2 separate regions of the Macaca mulatta genome follow, and region 2 is linked to region 1. The links are chromatin contacts, called in public Hi-C maps. All regions are on one chromosome and are shown on one strand. Each heading gives the region's core, a stretch centred on a gene start, on an enhancer-like site or on the middle of the called end of the contact. The rest is flanking DNA. Distances are from core to core; before and after follow the strand shown.

Region 1 (5,793 bases), core at 2,878-5,377:
TGAGTAGCTGGGATTACAGGCGCATGCCACCACACCAGGCTAATTTTCTTGTATTTTTAGTAGAGATGGGGGTTTCACCACGTTAGCCAGGCTGGTCTTGAACTCCTGACCTCAGGTGATCCACCCACCTTGGCCTCTCAAAGTGCTGGGATTACAGGCATGAGCCACCCCGCCCGGCCTATGATTCTTTTTTTTTTTTTTTTTTCTTTGAGACTACTCTTGTTGCCCAGGCTGGAGTGCAGTAGTACAATCTTGGCTCACTGAAACCTCCGTCTCCCGGGTTCAAGAGATTCTCCTGCCTCAGCCTCCCAAGTAGCTGGGACTACAGGCGCCCGCCACCACACCCGGCTAATTTTTTGTATTTTTTAGTAGAGACGGGGTTTCACCGTGTTAGCGAGGATGGTCTCGATCTCCTGACCTTGTGATCCGCCCGTCTCAGCCTCCCAAAGTGCTGAGATTACAGGCTTGAGCCACTGCGCCCGGCCAAAGTTTACTTCTTAAAATAGGAAGTGCCATATTGCCCTCTTAAATAATTGTATTAATTTGCTTTCAGAATTCTGAATATTATTTTTGTAATTATTCTTTTAAATTTCATTTCTTTAATTGCATGTGACTGTAGCCATCTTTTCATGTTAAAAGGCATTTATAGAGATATATATTGTGTTTACACCCTTAATTTATGGTATCATTTCAAATCCATTTATGTCATTTATTTTACGGATTAGATTCTAAAAACAGGATTCCATCCAATTGTTTTAAAAAATCTTTATCGCTCTTTTTTTCCATCAAATTAAAAAAAAAATCTTTATCGTTCTTTTTTCGTCCCCTCCTCCTCCTGCCTCCCGAGATGGAGTCTCGCTCTGTCTGTCACCCAGGCTGGAGTGCAGTGGGCACGATCTCAGCTCACTGCAACCTCCGCCTCCCAGGTTCAAACGATTCTCCTGTCTCAGCCTCCTGAGTAGCTGGGATTATAGGCATGCACCACCACACCCGGCTAATTTTGTATTTTTTAGTAGAGATGGAGTTTCACTATGTTAGGCTGGTCTGGAACTCCTGACCTCAGATGATCTGCCCACCTCGGCCTCCAAAAGTGCTGGGATGAGCCACCACGCCCAGCCTATTGTTCTATTTTTTTTTAAGGTTTTATTATTTTTAGTTACCAAATTGACATGTGCTCATTAAATGAAGTGACACAATTAAAAAAAAAGTGTAATCTCCCCCTTTTCTCCATTTCCACTGCCTCCCTATGAGTAACTATTTTATTTTTATTTTATTTATTAATTTGAGACAGAGTCTTACTACTCTGTCGCCCAGGCTGGTGCGCCTGTCACTCAGGCTGGAATGCAGTGGTGCAATCTTGGCTCACTGTAACCTCTACCTCCACCTCCTGGGTTCAAGCAGTTGTGTCTCAGCCTCCTCCCAAGTAGATGAGATTATAGGTGCCCGCCACCATGCCCGGCTAATTTTTGTATTTTTAGTACAGATGGGGTTTCCCCATGTTGACCAGGCTGGTCTCGAACGCCTAACCTCCAGTGATCAGCCCACCTCTGGCCTCCCAAAGTGCTGGGATTACAGGCATGAGCCACTGCGCCTGGCCATCCCATGAGTAACCATTTTAATAGTCTAATGTGTATCCCTCAACACATACATAGGTGTTTTGTTTGTTCCAAAAATATAATTATGCATGATATATGTAGCTCTGAAACTTTTTCATGTAATATTTTATGGCCATCCCTCCAGGTGTACCTATAGTTCCAATCCATTCTTTTTCACAGCTGGGTAATTTCCAGAGTATGAATGCACCAATTTACTCATTTCCTTACGTATGAACATGCATGTCATTTCTAGTTTTTGTCACTATAAAGAATTCTACAAGAAATCTGTAGACATCAGATTCACAGATGAGATTGTGAAGGTCAAAGAGTACATATGGGCCGGGCGCGGTGGCTCAAGCCTGTAATCCCAGCACTTTGGGAGGCCGAGACGGGCGGATCACGAGGTCAGGAGATCGAGACCATCCTGGCTAACACAATGAAACCCCGTCTCTACTAAAAATACAAAAAAATTAGCCGGGCGAGGTGGCGGGCGCCTGTAGTCCCAGCTACTCGGGAGGCTGAGGCAGGAGAATGGCGTAAACGCGGGAGGCGGAGTTTGCAGTGAGCCGAGATAGTGCCACTGCACTCCAGCCTGGGCGACAGAGCGAGACTCCGTCTCAAAAAAAAAAAAAAAAAAGAGTACATATGTGTACTTTTAATTTTAATATATATTACAAGATGACTTCATACACTATACTACCAGTAAAAGGAGTGCCTATTTCTCCACCTTCGTTGTTTGATAGGTGAAAAATGTTGGTCCCTTTAAAAGTGATAATCTTGACTAGTAGTGTGGTTAAGCATCTTTTCAAATGTTAATGACCAATTAGGTTTCCTCCTCTCGGGAAGAGCTCCTCATTGCCTTTGCTTTTTGTCAGTTGGCAGGGGTTCATTTCGTCTTGGGAATGTCTAATCCTTTGTGTAGCTAATCTTTACTACTATCTTCCAGTCTTATTTCTTGTTTGTTAACAGAGTCAAGAAAAAGTATTTAAAAAATACAATCACATGCCGGGCGCGGTGGCTCAAGCCTGTAATCCCAGCACTTTGGGAGGCCGAGACGGGCGGATCACGAGGTCAGGAGATCGAGACCATCCTGGCTAACACGGTGAAACCCCATCTCTACTAAAAAATACAAAAAAACTAGCCGGGCGAAGTGGCGGGTGCCTGTAGTCCCAGCTATTCGGGAGGCTGAGGCAGGAGAATGGCGTGAACCCGAGAGGAGGAGCTTGCAGTGAGCTGAGATCCGGCCACTGCACTCCAGCCTGGGTGACAGAGCAAGACGCCGTCTCAAAAAAAAAAAAAAAAAAAAAAAATACAATCACACAGGTTTATATTTTACTTCAAAACATCTCAGTTATCTGTTTTGCCTCATAGTTCAAACCACACTGCTTTGATTAACGGAGCCTTTTTAGTAAATTTTGATCTGAAAAGGCAGATATTCCTTATTTTTCTAGAATGTCTTGGTGCCACACAGTTTTCATACTCGTTTCTTTGTGACATATTTTAAGCCATCGTTAAACGATTAGTCAGCTGTAATTAACTTTAAGAAGTATTCATTTATATTTTTACTTTTGTCTACTTTCTGGAGGCTGGTGTTACATCGAGAAATAAGGCCACACCTGCCCACAAGTTGTCCCAACCCTGATCAATGCCTCACTGGCGAACGAACCGAGTATGGATACAACGCACAAAGACAAAACTCTGTTCGGCCTCCGTAGGAAGCTGAAATTGAGAACAGAGACAGTACAAGAAGGGCAATTAAGATACTTTTAAAAACAAGACGGCCGGTGGGGACAGCAGAGTAGAAGTTAGAAAGTTGGAGGTGGCAACGTAGGTGCCCCAGCTCTAACCTATGGGAGTCACCAGAGCAGAGGCGGAGTCCCATGCCGGCCACACCCTCTCCGCCTCCGCAGTCCTTTTACTGGAAAACCGCAGTGAAAGGAGGAAACGCGCGGAGACGTCTTGATCTTCCGGTCCGAGAGCTCGCTTCCTTCAAGCCTTGGCGGGGGAACGGGGGGGTTGGAGGGGGTCCGCCTTGCCCCAACGGCCGCGCCTGACGGTCGTCCATTGGTTGTTTGCATTCGAACTACATTTCCCAGGAGGCCCTGGGGTTAGACTGGCCGCAGCTGGAGAAGTGCCAACCCGTCATGGATGACTGGAGCCAGCCTCTTACCTTCCGTCTTCCAGGCAGAGCCACAGAGAGACAGGCTGCAGCCGTCTGGCCTCCCTCCAGCCCTGAGAGCTCCCTGGGCCCGTCTCAAGCGTTACCGTCTCAAGCGCAGATTGCCCGCTCTGAACGGGGAGACCAGGCTTCTGCACCGGAAACAAGGCACCGGTTGTGACGTGACGGCTGCAGAGCGCCCGACCTCCCAGAAGGCACCGCGTCCCTGCAATTCACCTTAACTGGTCACGGCGCGAACGAATAGTCGCCGGCGACCTGTGAGGGCACTCGGAAGGGCGAGGGGAGGGCTCGGCCGCTCGCGCCTAGTTTTTCTATCTCTCCCGGAGCCTGAGTCTCTGAGCCGTCCCCAGCAAACGCTCAGGGGCTGCAGAGGCCCCGAGAGGTGAGGGGCTCCGTGAGGGCGGGAACCAGGCTGAGGCCGCCTCTGGGGAACGGAGCGTGTCCGTTGCTGAGGGAGAAAGGCCGGGTAGGGAGCCTGGTGAGCGCCTCAGGCAGGGGCGCACGCTGAGCTTTACGGTAAAGGTGTTCCTTGACCAGCGGAAGAGGCCCCAGAGTGAGCCTGGCCCGGCGGGCCTTAGTGGGATGTCGCCTGCCGCTCTCAGGAGAGCTTTGACGGCGGAGAGGAGTCGGCAGGCGGTGTGTGGACCCCTCCTCGGCCTTGCGTCTGCTCCCCGGGAGAGTCACCAACCGCCTCCCCGCCCAAAGGGCACCGGAGGGAGCTTCGGTTCGAGGGGTACAGTATGGCCAGTTTCAGTGACCAACCTGCTTCTAGGCGGATGTCCGCGGTATTGACCCCAGATTTCCTGTCTTCTAGCCCATTGCTCTTTCTCCAGACCTGATTCAACCTCTTCCTGGTGGGTTTTACACACCGTCTTTCTGTCTTTTCTTTCTCCTTTTCTTTCCCTTCCCTGACTCCCTTCCTCCTTTCCTTTCTCTTTTCCTTTCTTTTTTAGAGTCAGGGTCTTGCTTTGTCATTCAGACTGGAGTGCAGTGGCGCGATCACAGTTCACTGCAACCTCGACCCCCTGGGCACAAGCAATCCTCCCACCTCCCGAGTAGCTGGGACCCACAGACTTGTGTCGCCCCGCCCAGCTAATTTTTTATTTATTTTTTTATAGAATCGGGGTCTTGCTGTGTTGCCCAGGCTGGTCTTGAACTCCTGGACGCAAGCGACCCACCCACCAGGGCCTTCCAAAGTGCTGGGATTACAGGTGTGAGCCATCGGTACCTGGCCACACTTTGTATTTCTCAGGAGGCTGGACCTTGGCCTTCTCCCCGCCATTACTCCCTTGCCTTTGGACTTGAGGTTTGCAGAGTCTCTTTTTTATTCTCAGGATCTTCCTTTAACATCTTCCTAAGCATATCTTGTTCAAATACTGCGTTTCAGTTATGATTTCCTAACCCCAGCTGTCGTTTTCTTTAGATCTCCTGTAACCTCACTACCCATGCCACATACTGGAGTGCAGTAATGCCTTGCCTGGTCTTGTGGGTAATCCCTGGTTTCTCTGTCTACAGCTTGGCTCTCTGGCAGATTTCCTCTAGTAAGAGGTGGCTCAGGAGGCCCCGCGAAACGAGTGTGGTGTGTGGTTGCAAGGCATGATGGCTGCAAAAGTGGTTCCTATGCCCCCAAAGCCAAAGCGGTCCTTTATACTGAGAGTTCCGCCAGACTCCAAGCTGGGCCAAGACCTACTTCGAGATGCCACTAATGGGCCCAAGACCATCCACCAGCTAGTGCTGGAGCACTTCCTCACCTTCTTGCCCAAGCCAAGCCTGGTCCAGCCCAGTCAGAAAGTCAAGGAGACCTTGGTTATTATGAAAGATGTGAGCTCAAGCCTTCAGAACAGAGGTGAGAAGCACATGCTTGTTTCACTAGAAGAGGAGGAGGAGGTACTGGAGTCTAAGATAGGCTTCTGTGTTAGTTATAAATTCAAATTAGGATGGTGTATATTGAAAAAGGAGTCAATTCTAGTGTTGGAAAGAGGAAATTCTTCTGAAGTGCTGGGTGTGGGTAAAGCCACA
Region 2 (6,082 bases), core at 690-3,189, 150 kb before region 1:
CTTGAGCTGGATGTGGAGGCTGCAGCAAGCAGAGATTGCACCACTGCACTCCAGCCTCAGCAACACAGTGAGACCCAGTCTCAAAAAAAAAAAAAAAATCAAAGACAATAAGCTAGGCCAGGTGTGGTGGTTCACACCTGTAATCCCAGCACTTTGACAGGCCAAGGCGGGTGGATCACTTGAGGTCAGGAGTTCGAGACTAGCCTGGCCAACATGGTGAAAACCCTCTCACTAAAAAATACAAAAATTAGCTAGGTATGGTGGCAGGTGCCTGTAATCCCAGCTACTCAGGAGTCAGAGACCTGAGAATCACCTGAACCAGGGGGCAGAGGTTGCAGTGGGCTGAGATGGCACCACTGCACTCCAGCCAGGACAACACAGCAAGACTCCATCTCAAAAAAAAAAAAAAACAATAAGCTAGAACTTCCAATGAAATGAAGTTCCTCAAAGTCCAACTGCTACTAAACAGGGTGACCCTGCCTGCTAAGAATTCTGCTTGTAGGAAAACTAAGATGGTGTGGGAAGAGCTGACAGAAGGGATTCAAGAACCTTACAATTTTTACTTCTGGTGACATAAGGTGCATAAAGGAATGGCAAGAACGTTGGTCCTCTGTTGCCTCACTGGGTATCAGTAGTTAGATTTTCTAAAAACCTGTTAACAACTCGGAATAGGTTCCCAGACAGAGGCTGGAAGCAACTTCTGAAGCCATCCAGTCCACTTCTGAGACTCAGTCCTTAAATAGGGAGAGATCCAGATACCAAACATTACCTAGATGAAAAAGAAATCCCCAGGATGATGGGAGAGGACCCTCCTTACCCACTGCTTTGGTTTCTTGGATGCTCTGTGAAAATCTTCCACGAGGGTCACAATCTCCTTGCTGTTCATTGGACATCGATGCCTGACCCGAGCCTGGATCTCTGGGGGCAGGATGGTCAGGAACTGCTCCATCACCAGAAGCTCCAAAATCTGCTCCTTGGTGTGCAGCTCGGGTTGTAGCCACTGACGGCAGAGCTGTCGGAGCTGGGAGAGTGCCTCTTGGGGTCCAGACACCTCTTGATAACAAAAGCGTCTGAAGCTCTGGCGGCAGAGCTCAGGATCGGGGCAGTTTTTTTGCAGAGTAGGCCCCCGTTTCTCTTCTAGTTTGGCTATTATGTGTCTCTCTTGCTTGGAGGAAGCTTCAGTGTTGGAGCTTAAAGTTATCTCCATTTTAGCTGCCATTTTGGGCGTCAGGAGACAACTCTCTCCTTGTAAACGTGTTAAGCCTTTGGGATCATGACCTTGGAGAAGTCTCTGAATACTAGAAAGACTCCAAAAACGAACGTTCTCTGAGGATGTTAGGGAGAACGGGATGCAGAGACAAGGCCTCACTTGCTAGCCTTTACTAGCCAAACTCAAGACAACGCGGTCCCTGGGAGTGGGAAGAGTTTTGTCTTCCTGTCAGTTTTTTGAAGTCTTGCAAAGGAGAAAAGTCATAATGTCCTACAAGGACTCTGGGGAAAAAATATTTCTTTTATTTCAGTAGCAAGCACACAGGTCTCGGGTTTAATGAGCAATACGCTCTAACTGGCGGGTGGAGCGGAATCCCTAGGAAAAGTTCAAGCTGTCACAGGTAGCTTGCCCCAACTCTCCCGCATGACGGCAGCAACCGACCTGGCGCATGTCACCGGGTGTTAAACGGTAGAGTTGAGCAAGGCCACAGCGCCAGCCGGGGGTGTGAGGTAGCGAACAGCTTCCTGCACGCGAGCGAAGCGGCTGCTCCCTGCCCAGGCGCCGCAGGCCCGGTGGCTCCGGCCTCCAGGGCGGCCCCGCGGCCCAGCCAGCCCCAGGCCTGGCGAAGCTGCCGCAACCCGGTGCGCAGCTGAACTCCACGGCCGGTGCGAGCTCGGACTGGCGACTGCGACACCGCTACCCCGAGCAGCCTGGCGCCCCGCACCCACCTGCAGCCGACTCACCTCTCTGGGAACCCGGGACCGCGGGACTTGGGACCCGGCACCTGCGAGCACGGGCTGGGGGCGGGGTCGATTCCACTCGCCGCGGAGACGCCCACTGGCTGCTGAGGAACTACCGAGAGGGCCCGCCTCCTATCAAGAGCATCCTCTACCGTCTATTGGCTGCTGCCTCTGTCAATATCGTCGCAGTGCATCCCGGGAGCTGCAGTCCAGCAGCTCGACTTGCGGGCCTGCGCAGGGGCGTGCGTAGTGGGCAGAGCGAATGGCGCCCCTGACTTCCGGCCCGGAGGCTGAGGGAGTTTGTGGAGTCCCGAGTACTGGTATCCGGTGAGTCCTCCGCTTCCTTGCGGCCGGCGGGACTAGCGGCTGGGTCCTACAACAGCCGAGGAGTCCCTCCCCGCTGAGACCCTTCTCGGAGGCGTTTGGGTCCGACTCCGATGGGCGTCTCCGTGGGACAGGCGGCCTCCCTCAGGCCGGGCTTCCCCAGACGCGCCGCGGTCACGTGCCCCGCTCCCACCGCGCGGATCACCCCGAGCCTAAGCGCCGGCGCCCCGGGACCCCCTGGCCTTGACCCTGCTTATCTCGTCCCTGTCTCGTCCACTCCCTACTCATCCACAGTGCCTGACTCTGGCACCGAGTGCGTTCTGAGTACTCAATAAGTAGTTACTAAGTGAAAAACCTATCCACTTGGCTCCCCATCCTCATGCTGCATTTTTTTCCCAGGGTTCAGGCCATCGCTAGAGTGAAGTAAAATTTTCAGAGAACAGCATTTTAAAATTTAACGATGAGTGGGATGTAAGGGGTCAAAAAGGGCCCAGAGGGGTGCAGGTTCCGCCTTCTGCATGAAGTTAGAGGAGCATTTATTAAATTATTCTTCAGCCAGGTAAGGTACAGGATGAACATAATGAAGGCAAGGGGTGCAGGTTCTAGTCCTGGCCTTGCTGCCTAGAGCTCTGCTGTGTGATGCTTTAGGCAAGATACTTCATCGCTCTCAGTTTCTTTTTGGCTAAAAAGCAGTACTAACAATAATAATGCCCTTGATTTCTCTATCTCTAGAAGCACCGAAATGTAAAGAGAATTTAAGTGAAGGCAGTTCAACTTCTTTGAGAAAAGGGAACCCAAATCCATTTTTAAAATATAAAAAATTTTCTTTTTTAAAAAACATTTACCATCTTAACCTTAAGTGTACAGCTCAGTAGTCCTGAGTATATTCATATTGTTGTGCATGCTGGATCCATTTTAATACTACGTGGTGAGGGTGTGTCAGCTCCTGTAGAAAATGTAAATTATGATCTGCTTTAATCTGTGTTTTAAGTAGTTAAAAACCAACACAAACTAATGAAAAAAAGACTGCCTTCACTGGTGCAGTGGCTCACACCTGTAATCCCAGCACTTTGGGAGGCCACGGTGGGAGGATCATTTGAGCACAGGAGTTTGAGACCAGCCTGGGCAACATAGTGAAACCCTATCTCTACAAAAAATACAAAAGTTAGCCTCTATTTAAAATTGTTTTTAAGGTCGGGCATGGTGGCTTATGCTTTTAATTCTAACACTTTGGGAGGTTGAGGTGGGAGGATTGCTTGAGTTCAGGAGTTTGAGACCAGCCTGGGCAACAGAGTGACACTCCATCTCTAAAGATTAAAAAAACAAACAAAAAAAAAAAAATTAAAAGTTATTTATTGTTTAATTTTAAATTATATAAAACTATTTTTAAAATTAACTCTCAAAAAAATAAAATATTGCCTTGCATAAACTGGCCTTGGAGATCCAAACATGTTTTCAGGACTCGAGTATATTGTCCTCTTGTGAACAGGCTCCTGTGACGGAAGAGTGGAGTAGAGAGTGGGACACAGTTGCAGACAACTCTGGTCTTACATTTGGCCAATTTAGCAATTCCCAGAAAATTAAGAGCTTTCCCTACTTCTCACGTAAAATTTGAGAAAAGAATTTTAATAGGCCTAGCTGTGTGTCATATGCCCACTTCTGGGGAGGCAGGTATTGTAATTAATATCCCCACCAGAACCAATCAATCATTCTTTCTTTCTTTCTTTCCTTTCTTTCCTTCCTTCCTTTTTCTTTTTTTCTTTTTTTCTTTTTCTCTCTCTCTCTCTCTCTGTCCCCCCCTCCCTCCCTCCCTCCTTCCTTCCTTCCTTTCTTTCTTTATTTTTGAGACAGTCTCGCTCTTGTTGCCCAGGCTGGAGTGCAATGGCGAGATCTCGGCTTACTGCAACCTCTGCCTCCTGGGTTCAAGCACTTCTCCTGCCTCAGCCTCCTGAGTAGCTGGGACTACAGGCGTGTGCCACCATGCCCGCCTAATTTTTTTGTCTTTTTAGTAGAGATGGAATTTCATCTTGTTAGCCAGGATGGTCTAGATCTCCTGACCTTGTGAGCCACCCACCTCAGTCTCTCAAAGTGTTGGGATTACAGGTATGAGCCACCACACCCGGTTGAGAGGGACTTTTTCACAAAGGAAGAAGATGCTGCTATTAGAAGTGGGAAAGGAATGCGGGAAAATAAAAACATACAGCAAACCCAAACAGTCACTTATCTACGTTGTGTGTGTGTGGAATAATAGTGATGACGAAGTTAATTAAGAAGTGCACACACACTAGTACTCTCCTGAGGAGAGGGTAGCGACTGGGAACATGAGTCCAGGCTTCTTGAGGATAGGGAAGGACAAGAAAAAGACTTAGGTACGTGAGGGAAGAAGGGAAGGAACAGGTGAACTACATAGTCAGGAACAGTTTGAGTAACTTGTTAGCAGACACAGAATCTTGGCTGGGAGGAAACTATTTTTTGCTACTGTAACTGCCCAGTGGGTTCATCTTGCCCACTGCCTAGATAAAGCCAATTTGTCAAGACAGGCGAATTGCAATAAAGAATTTAATACGCATAGAACCAGCTAAATGGGAGACAAGTTTTATTACTCAAGTCAGCCTCCCCAGAAATTCAGAGGCTAGGGCTTTGACAGGCAGTTGGGTAGGGAACGGGGAATGCTGACTGGTTGGGGATGCACTCACAGGGCTGTGGAAAATGGCTCTTGTGTGCTGAGTGCGATTTTGGATGGGAGCCACAGAGGAGTCCCTAGTCTGGGTGGGGCCATCTGGTTGTCAGAAAGCAGAGGCCTGAAAAGACATCTCAAAAGGCCAATCTTGGGTTCTACAATGGTGATGTTATTTAATTGGGGAAGTTGCAAATCTTGTGACCTCTGGATAATCATTTCATTAGGCCTACATCTTAGCAGAATTCAGGCCCCTCTCATCCTCCTAACCTGGTGGTCTTTAATTAGTTTCACAAAGGAGTTTAGTTTTGGGAAGGGTTATTATCATTCAAACTATAAACTAAATTTCACCCAAAGCTAGCTTGCCTCATGCCCAGGAATGACCAAGGGCAGTTTGGAGGTTAAAAGCAAGATGGAGTTGGTTAGATCCTATCTCTTTTAGTGTCATAAATCTTCTCACTGTTAACAGTTTTTGCAAAGACAGTTTAAATATTTCTAGTGTTTTGGATCATTGGTATAGATTTGTGGAGGGAGGAAAAGGATAGAAAGTAAATCACAAGAAGCAGAGTGAAGGAATGTGATAGGTTTATATTGTCTTTTTCCATCCTCTTCAGACATCCTTCAAAGTTGAGCCCTTATTTTCAGCTGTGAGTCTCTATACATGTCTGACACTCTCATGTCTCACGGATTAGAGAAAGACATTCCTTGCAGGAGAACATGGTTTCCCAGTGATGTGGGAAGAGATGGACTCTGATCTCCAGGGTAGAAGTGGCAACCAGAGTAAGCCAGTTCGTCGAAGCAAATGATGGCTGCAGCAAAGAGTCCCGAGGCACACCCATCCTCAAACAAGGATCCCACACAGGGCCAGAAATCAGCCCTCCAGGTTAACAGTCCTGACTCGGAAGCCTCCCGTCAGCGCTTCAGGCAGTTTTGCTACCAGGAAGTAACTGGCCCCCATGAAGCTTTTAGCAAACTCTGGGAACTCTGTTGTCAGTGGCTGAAGCCGAAGACGCACTCGAAAGAGGAAATCCTGGAGCTGCTGGTTTTGGAGCAGTTTCTGACTATCTTGCCAGAGGAGATCCAGACCTGGGTGAGGGAGCAGCATCCAGAAAATGGGGAGGAAGCTGTGGC

What was found. Hi-C and Micro-C count contacts between places; a contact is called where the count stands out from the background.
Region 2: a Hi-C map of fetal cortex germinal zone shows a contact between it and region 1, with 1.8 times the contacts expected there. The contact joins the promoter of ZNF174 here to the promoter of ZNF200 in region 1. A contact is called at or near these places in 3 of 14 Hi-C or Micro-C datasets (cortical neurons, fetal cortex germinal zone and liver).

The regions. Positions count from the first base shown.
Region 1 is chr20:4,473,036-4,478,828 of T2T-MMU8v2.0, reverse strand. It overlaps ZNF200 (zinc finger protein 200), which reads left to right and starts at 4,127. Exons shown (of 5, transcript NM_001261221.1): 1 at 4,127-4,507; 2 at 5,290-5,620. The coding sequence starts at 5,371. LOC106994924 (a long non-coding RNA gene) reads right to left here and starts at 3,932. Exons shown (of 3, transcript XR_003725570.2): 1 at 3,360-3,932. MEFV (MEFV innate immunity regulator, pyrin) reads left to right here. Exons shown (of 9, transcript XM_077985398.1): 9 at 1-676.
Region 2 is chr20:4,618,174-4,624,255 of T2T-MMU8v2.0, reverse strand. It overlaps ZNF174 (zinc finger protein 174), which reads right to left and starts at 1,939. Exons shown (of 3, transcript NM_001266897.1): 1 at 818-1,939. The coding sequence starts at 1,219. All of the region lies in intron 7 of ZNF75A (zinc finger protein 75a), which reads right to left. ZSCAN32 (zinc finger and SCAN domain containing 32) reads left to right here and starts at 2,008. Exons shown (of 7, transcript XM_001093932.5): 1 at 2,008-2,277; 2 at 5,566-6,082. The coding sequence starts at 5,754.